Regions from separate parts of the Mus musculus genome. Here all the other regions are linked to region 1. A link is a contact called in public promoter capture Hi-C data. All regions are on one chromosome and are shown on one strand. The core of a region is the stretch at or near the end of the contact, and the rest is flanking DNA. Distances in the headings are between cores, read along the strand shown. Region 1 holds the start of Zfp954 (zinc finger protein 954). Region 2 holds the start of Olfr1344 (olfactory receptor 1344). Region 3 holds the start of Galp (galanin-like peptide).

Region 1 (2,736 bases), core at 133-2,632:
ATGTATAGGTTTATCTATATACAATTGGGAGGCAGGTGGTGGTGGCTTTCATCTTTAATCCTATACAGAAAAAGCCTGTCTCAAAAAACCAAAAAAGATGTCAGGCAGTGGTGGCACGCTCCTTTAATGCCAGAACTAGGGAGGCAGAGACAGGTAGATCTTTGAGTTCAGGGCTAGGCTGATTTACAGAGAGAGTTCCAGGACAGTCAGGGCTACACAGAGAAACCCTGTCTCTATAAAAAGCCAAGGGGAAAATGAAAAAAAAAAGTTATTGGGTAAGCATGGTGTGCATCCCTTTAACTGCAACACTTGGAAGGCAAAGGAAGGCAGATCTCGGAGACTGAGGCAAGCACTGGCTACATAGGCCAGCCAGACCTGAGTTCCAGGGGGAAAAGTAGTTAACACAGCAGACTTTAGTTAAATGCTGAATGTTTTCACATAAGTAAGTAAGTAAGTAAGTAAATGAATGAATGAATAATAAAAGGGAAAGAAAGTACTACTTTAAAGTCAAACAAGCAGGAAGTGGGAGGTCCTGCCTTTAATCCAATCACTCTAAAGGATTGCAAGTTTGATTCTAGCCTCGTTTACATAGCCTCGTTTACATATGTCTCAAAAAAATTCAGATATTTGAAGACTAATCTCTCCCTCTATGGTCTACAACCCTAACTGCTGCATTAGTCCACAGCATTTACCTAAGGATTCATAGATCTCTGTCTCCATCCACATAACTTCATCCTTGCTCAATATTCCCCCGGAGATGCTTGGGAAAGTTTGAATAGATCAAGTTTCACCTCTGTTCAAATCTTCCATGGCTACCAGTCTCTCTATAAACAAAAGTCAGGTCCTTAGGGGTACTGGGCCCTTTTTCCCTCATCTAAAACGCCAGTAGAGGTCACCCCAGGGCTCTGTCTCCGAGCTCAGGCCCGCCCACAAGCCTTGGGAGGTACAGTCCAACAGGCACTGTGAGTCAGAGGGGATGGCTCTAGCGATCTAGCACACAGATGTCAAAAAACATTATTTCGTTCATCCGTACCCTACAGTCGGGGACATGAACGTCTGCCCTGTTGGCTCCTGACCCAGATCTCAGTGCTCTAGAACTCAGGTAGGTGGGCGATCACTAGGCACTCACCTGGGGCAGGGCTCCACCCGCAGCCTCCACAATCACCATCGGGCTCCAGAGGATGGTGGGGCCCTGGGAAGTCGCCATCCGCACTCGAAGCCTGGATCAGATCACACGAGCTGTCGCAAACCTCAGATCCGTCTCTGTGACGGGGGACAAACGCTTTTAACGTGCCGGCTTTCCTGCCATGGCCAAAGCAGATGACACCAGTTTTCTGTGAGCCATACTGACGGGTCCAGGAAGTTACAAAGAACCTCCAGCACGCAAAGCCAAAAGTCCCGCCCAACGGTTCTCGCCGTCGCTGAAATGCCCATTTTCATTGGCTGAGTTTCATGCAATGTTTTCTGGGCAATGTAGTTCATGCAGGAGCAAATTTCTGCGATCCGGACACAACTGCCCTGCTTGACAAGACCAAGTTTCAGTGGATTTCTTGGCACTGGCGTGGAGACTATTTTCTCCACACCGTTTTCTACCTTAGGTGAGTTAGATGTGGATTAGAAATAGTAGAGGCTGAGTCACAAGGTCAGGCTTGCTGGAACTCTTAAATTACAGAACTGCAGGCAGAGGCAGGTAGATTTCTGTGTTTTCGAAGCTGTCATAGTGTGTTCCAGGCCAGACAGGGCTACATAGTGAAACCTTGTTTTATTTGATGTCTAGAAATACAGGAGACGGGCAAAGTTGAATTTTGCATTTGAGACATTTGCCTTGTGTGAAATGATACTCGCCAGGTTCGTGGGCTAATAAATACAGAAATGGTGACCATGGAAGAGGGGAAAAGGACATGTTTGGATTGGATTCAAAGATTCCTTCACCACAGGACTCTAGATTCAGACACTTCTCACACCACTATGGAGTCGTCAGGATTAATGCTTCTATTGTGCTAAGAGAAAATTAAAGGAACATTTAGGAACATTTAGGAAGCTTTGCTGTACTCCCCCCCCCCCCCAAGACTGCTCTGGAAAATGCGAACACGGGCGTATCTGTAATCATGACAGTGTCCGCAGAAGTCCTGTTAATTTCATGCATATCGCTTCTCCACTTTCCCCTTCTGCAACTGTCCCGGTTTCCCATGGTCCACATTGTCTGAACTACAATACCCAGAAGAGATGGCTCATACACCTTTAATTCCAGCACTTGAGAGGCAGAGACAAATGGATCTTGGAGTTCAAGGCTAACTTTCTCTACAGAGCAATTTCCAGTAATACACAAGAAACCCTTTTACTAAAAGAAAAACAAGGTTGGAAGGTAGGAGCGGAGATAGGTTTTGTCTTCTGACATCTGGACAAGTCTGAAATCTGCTGCCTTAGTGTGACTGATTCTAAGCCTTAAGTAGGAATGCCTCTATTCATGAGCCTCTCAGGTCAGCTGGGTCAGCTGGGCTGCAAACTCTTGATGCAGATGAGATGGTACATGGTCCCCGGTCTACTGATGTTACAGAACCCTGGGGTCTGGATAATGAGCCCAGGCACAGGGCTGATGTCCCTGATAGCAATCCAGTCCTAGAAGGTTGTTTTTATTGTTTTTATTTTTACTCTCCTGAAGATTGTATTTCCTTTCTGTGCCAGTACTACTCCTGTAAACATGTGAACATTACTAAGATACTCCAGACTTTCTGC
Region 2 (2,700 bases), core at 98-2,597, 680 kb before region 1:
ACAGAGAGGAATTTTCCTAGCTTTTCTCTCAGGGTGACCTCCAGTCTCACATCTAGAAAAGGTAGATGGGGCCCATGGGGACCCAGGGCCGAGATCAACCCACTGAAGCCTCATTACTGATGGCCAATAATGGGTTCTTGTGAGAGTCAAGTGTGGTCCCAATGTCCTGACCTAGGGAGAGAGCAAGGCGAGGAGCCTTGTAATTGCTCCCCCAGTCCCTCTGTGTCAGAACTCTCTGTGGATCTGGGTAGAGGGCTTTAACTCCTCCTACCTGATCACAGCCTGGATAATTTGCTGTTTTTCCTGCTTCCGAGCCCAGGAGCCTCGAGCATACTGTGTATCCTTGGAGGTGGGAAGCATCTATCTACTCCATGATGGGGATGTGTAGCTATGGAGCAAGTCTGAGTGCGGAACTGGGCAAAGAATCCATGTGGTAAAGGAGGCGATAGGAGTTTCTGGGAGGTGAGTCTGTTGAGGCTTCAGATTCGTAATGGACACCCACAGGGAATGAATAAGATGTTTTGTGATCCAGAGAGCCCGTTGTACAAAGCAATTGTGTGCACATAGGGCAGAAATGCTCCTGAGCGATTTGTTCTCTCTCCATCTTTCTTCTATCACGGTCTTGACCCAATATTTGCTAGGTATGTCTATAGGCATGTCTCACAATTGACTTCCAAGTACCTATGACTTCAGTGGGTTTATAACCACTGGAAGACTTGGATATTTGTGTATCTCAGGTCCAGCTCATGGAGAAGAGAGGGAGAGAGAGAGAAAGAGAGAGAGAGAGAGAGAGAGAGAGAGAGAGAGAGAGAGAGAGAGAATTCTTTTACAAAACGATATGAATAATGTATTTTAATTTATTTATTTTCTTCTCTCACTGTCTTTCTGTTTGTCTCTCTGTCTGTCTGTCTGTGTCTTTGTGTGTGTGTTATGTGGAGGTTAGGGTTGGTTGCCTCCTTCCATTGTGTGAGTTTGTCAAAGATTAAGCTCAGCTCATTGGGCTCTCACTCAAAACCTTTATTTTATGAGGGAAAAATTCAGACTCAGAAACATTTTTTCCTTCAATATATGTGCAAGTTACAACAGCAAGCTATTGTAACCATAAAGAGGCACGGGGGGGTGGGTGAGGGGCGGGGGTAAACAAGATGTAACTTAAGAGTTGGAGTGTGTGTGTGTGTGTGTGTGTGTGTGTGTGTGTGGTGGGAGGAGAGGGAAAATGAGGCGGGAAAATGAGGAAGGAGAGTGCTGGGAAGGGAGACTAATGGAGAAGGAGCTGGGTCCTGCCATCCCTTACACTCCCAGCTCAGACTGTCTGCAGTGACCCTGCTATTTGTCTCTGTCTCCAGGATGGGCCCGGGAACCCTCAATGATTCAGGAACCACAGAGTTCCTGCTGCTGGGACTGTGGGCCCCACCTTCCCTGCGCCCCCTGCTGTGGGCCTCACTTCTTCTAGCCTACCTCACCACTGTGCTGGGTAATGGTGCCCTAGTGGGTCTGATAGCCTTGGACAGACGACTGCATCGGCCCATGTATCGCCTGCTGACCCACCTGGCCCTGCTGGACACAGCCTATGTGAGTACCACGCTACCGCAGGCGCTGGCACACATGACCATGCGCAGTGCCCGCCTCTCCCTGGTACGTTGTGGCACGCAGCTGTACGTGGGCATCTCCCTGGGCAGCTGCGAGGCCATCCTCTTGGCAGCGATGGCCCTGGACCGCTGCCTGGCTGTGTGCAGACCGCTGCATTATGCGACCCTGGTGACCGCCCCCCGCTGCGCAGCGCTGGCTGGAGCATCCTGGACACTGGGCTTTGCACTCTCTGTACCCAATGCGGTGGCTGCACTACGCCTGCCCTTCTGTCCTGGGAGGGCAGCGGTGGACCACTTCTTCTGTGAGCTACCTGCGGTGCTGAGGACAGCGTGTGCGGACACCACAGCCAACTACAGGCTGGTCTATGGCCTGGGCGTGCCCATCCTCCTGGTACCTTTGGTCCTCATCCTAGCCTCTTACACCTGGATTCTGGCTGCTGTGCGCAAGTTGCCTTCTGCTGGAAGTCGCCACAAAGCTTTGTCCACCTGCAGCTCACATTTGGCTGTGGTGGGGCTCTTCTATGGCACGGTGAGTGCCATGTACCTGCGGCCCAAAGCCTCTAGTGATCTTCCTGCTAGACACCATAAACTGGTGGCAGTTTTCTACCTGGTGGTCACACCTGTCCTCAATCCACTCATCTACAGCCTTCGAAACCGTGAGGTCCACATGGCAGCTCGCTATGCCCTGGCCCGGCTGCGGGGGACGCGCATTGTGTTGCACTAAGCGACTTCTGCGGGGCACAGAATTTTCTCTCAGTCTGGTCTGTTCAAATTCCATGGAGGTATCTTCTTTTGTTTTATTTTTAAGTTTTTGAGAGAGGATCTCAGTATAGCCCTAACTAGCCCGGAACTCGTTGGATAGACCAGGCTGGATTCGAACTCACAGAGATTCACTTGCCTCTGCCTCCTGAGTGCTGGAATTAAATGGATATGTCCCTACATAGAGATTTCTTTGAAAAAATCTTGAATATTATGTCTTTATTGACATAATTTCTCAGACTGTATTTTGATCATGTCCATTGCCCATGCCTTCCCTAAAATCGTCCAAGATCTAACCTCCCCCCCCCCCCATCCACTCCTCAACTTAATAAAATCACTCCTTGGAGTCCAG
Region 3 (2,700 bases), core at 188-2,687, 920 kb before region 1:
GATAGCTCATTGGGGGAGTGTGCTAGCCATCAAGGCAGTGAGATAGCTCATTGGGGGAGTGTGCTAGCCATCAAGGCAGTGAGATAGCTCATTGGGGGAGTGTGCTAGCCATCAAGGCAGTGAGATAGCTCATTGGGGGAGTGTGCTAGCCATCAAGGCAGATGACCTGACTTTAATACCCAGGACTCATATGATGGGTTGTCCTCTGACCTCCACACGTGTGTTATGGCATATGATTACCACAAATAAATAAATAAGTGATGGAATTTTAGAGAATATATGTGTGCGCATGGGTGAGTGTACCTGTATGCACACACAAAGGCCACAAGAGGGTGCTGTGTGTCCCTTCTCACCACTCTCCACATAAGCCTTTGAGGTAGCATCTCTCCTAGAACCCAGGACTCATTCTTTTTCTTGGTTAGGCTGGTGATCTGCCTGTTTCTGTCTATCCACCCCTTGTCCCAAATTGAAGCAGGGAATATAGGAGGATATAGGACATCTGGCTTGTTACATGGATCCTGGGGTCCAAATTCCTTGGACCTCGTGATTGTGCAGCAAACACACTTAACATCTGTGCCACCTCTCCAGTCCCTTATTTTGTTCCGTGGTTGGTTGAGTCAGGGGTTCACTAAAGACCAGACTGGCCTGGAACTCATGAGCCTCCAGCCTCAGTCCCCAAAGTGCTGGGATTACATGTGTGCGCAAGCCTTCCGGGCTGAGAGGTGGTGACGCACACCTTTAATCCAGGCAGTCAGAAAGCAGCAGCAGGTGGATCTCTGTGAGTTCAAGGCCAGTCTGGTCTACAGAAGGAGTTTCAGGACAGCTGGCACTACACAAAACTCTGTCCTGGAAAACAAACAAAAAGAACAACCACAAAAAATAACTATGAGCTTTCAAAGTCAGCTCCAGGAGCCATTTTTAGAATGAGGTTCATGGAGAAAGGAAACACTGAGAAACACAGACAGACAGACAGATGTACACATGCATGTGCACGCATGTACACACACACACACACAAAGAAGAAAGGACCTTTATTATACATGCAACAGAAGACACAGGTCAAACTAGGTGTGATAATAGCTATTATAAAACTTGGAGGTGTAGGAGAATCAAGAGTTCAAAGTCATCCTCTGCTGAAACTGGAGTTGAGGCTAGCCTAGGCTACAGATACCCTATGTCAAAACAAGAACAACAAAGAAACACAAGGGGATCTGAGATGGCTCATTAGGTAAGGTACTTGATGGCAAGCTGTCACGACAAATTGAGTTCCATTCCTGGGACCTACGTGGCTGAAGGAGGAAACCAATACTCACAAGTTATTCTCTGACCCCCAGCACACACACACACACACACACACACACACGATGAAAACAAAACAAACAAACAAACAGAAAACCACAAAACACAGGTTAGAGAGACCATAAAGAGGCAGTGAAGGAAAGACAGTCTCAAATCAAGGACCTGCCAGCAATGGCTGTGGCAGAGAAATGTTTTCTGCCACAAGGCACCTTTGTCTGACCTCACACTCCAGTTAAGGAACTCTGAAGTGGATGAGTCGTCCTCTCTGCCTCCATCCTCACTAGCCCGCCCACCCTTGTCTCTCTCCCTAACCTCCTCATTCTCCTCAGAAGCTCACAAACCAGGATCCCCGCTGCTGCTGAGAGCCGCCCAGCCCAGCCGGTGCTGCCAGCTCCACACAGGTTAGAGCCTGGGCTGGAGGGAGGGGAGGCTGGGGGATCTGACAGCAGTGATGGTAAAAGCATCTCAGAGACTGGCAGGGCCATGACAGGATGGGGCAGTAGGGAAGATGGGGCATCGAGCATGGGTCGGTAGGAAGGTATGCACAGAGAAGCAGAGAGGAGGAGCGTGGGTATGGTCAAATTCCACGTGCGTGGTAGTGGGTCTGAGAAACATGGGTAAAGGTGGATAGAGGAATATTTTGCTTGCTTCCTTGATTTTTTTTCCTTTTTATTACATTAGTTACTAATTTGGGGTGTGTGTGTGCTCACTTATGTCCCACAGCACGACTGTGGAGCTCAGAAGACGACTCGTAGGGATCAGTTCCCTCCCTATACCTCTGCAGCTCCTGGGAATTGAACTCAGGTCCATCAGGCTTGGCAGCAAGCACCTTCACCTGCTTAGCTGACCTCTGTTTTTCAGGCAGGATCTTATGTAGTCCAGGATGGCTTCAAATTTGCTCCATGGAAGAAAATGACCTTGAATTTCTAATCCTCCTGCCTCTGCCTCTGGAGTGTTGGGGTTATGGGTGTACAACACCACCATACCTGACTCTGGAGAGCCTTATGCTGTTTTTTTTTTTTTTTCTGGTCTCAGTGTTCTATCAGTAAGCTGTCTATACCACACATTGCAAACCCATGGATTCAAATAATCAAAAATTAAAAATAACCAGGGAAAGCTAGTTAAATGGCTAAACTGGTGAAGGTGGTTGGAGCTAACCCCAATGACCTGGAATTTGATTCCTAGGAGTGGGAGGGGGAGCTGTCCTCCAAACATGGACATTTTTCTTATGTTTCCTTAAGGACACAATGTTGCATTATTTACAGGGGATTTTTTATTTTCAATGTTCTAGGCGACACTGCCCAGAGGCAATCTAAGTATATAGGAGGGGGCTGGAGAGGTGGCTTGGCAGTTAAACACAATGGCTGTTCTTGCAGACGACCTGGGCTCCGTTTCCAGTAC

Evidence for each region. Promoter capture Hi-C pulls out the DNA fragments that hold promoters and counts their contacts.
Region 2: a promoter capture Hi-C map of pre-B cells shows a contact between it and region 1. The contact joins the promoter of Olfr1344 here to the promoter of Zfp954 in region 1. A contact is called at or near these places in 23 of 39 promoter capture datasets (the 3T3-L1 cell line, 3T3-L1-derived adipocytes, the C10 cell line and 15 more), 3 of 484 Hi-C or Micro-C datasets (embryonic fibroblasts, gonadal supporting cells and nephron progenitors), 4 of 115 datasets of contacts at active chromatin or transcription factors (astrocytes, embryonic limb bud, embryonic stem cells and 1 more) and 2 of 9 other capture datasets (embryonic stem cells and pancreatic islet).
Region 3: a promoter capture Hi-C map of liver shows a contact between it and region 1, with 3 times the contacts expected there. The contact joins the promoter of Galp here to the promoter of Zfp954 in region 1. A contact is called at or near these places in 5 of 39 promoter capture datasets (embryonic stem cells, hippocampal neurons, liver and 1 more) and 1 of 9 other capture datasets (liver).

Annotation. Positions count from the first base shown.
Region 1 is chr7:7,120,094-7,122,829 of GRCm38.p6, forward strand. Zfp954 (zinc finger protein 954) reads right to left here and starts at 1,383. Exons shown (of 5, transcript NM_172738.3): 1 at 1,130-1,383. The coding sequence starts at 1,207.
Region 2 is chr7:6,438,555-6,441,254 of GRCm38.p6, forward strand. It overlaps Olfr1344 (olfactory receptor 1344), which reads left to right and starts at 1,348. Exons shown (of 1, transcript NM_177061.3): 1 at 1,348-2,313. The coding sequence starts at 1,348. The coding sequence ends at 2,313.
Region 3 is chr7:6,195,653-6,198,352 of GRCm38.p6, forward strand. Galp (galanin-like peptide) reads left to right here and starts at 1,438. Exons shown (of 6, transcript NM_178028.2): 1 at 1,438-1,700.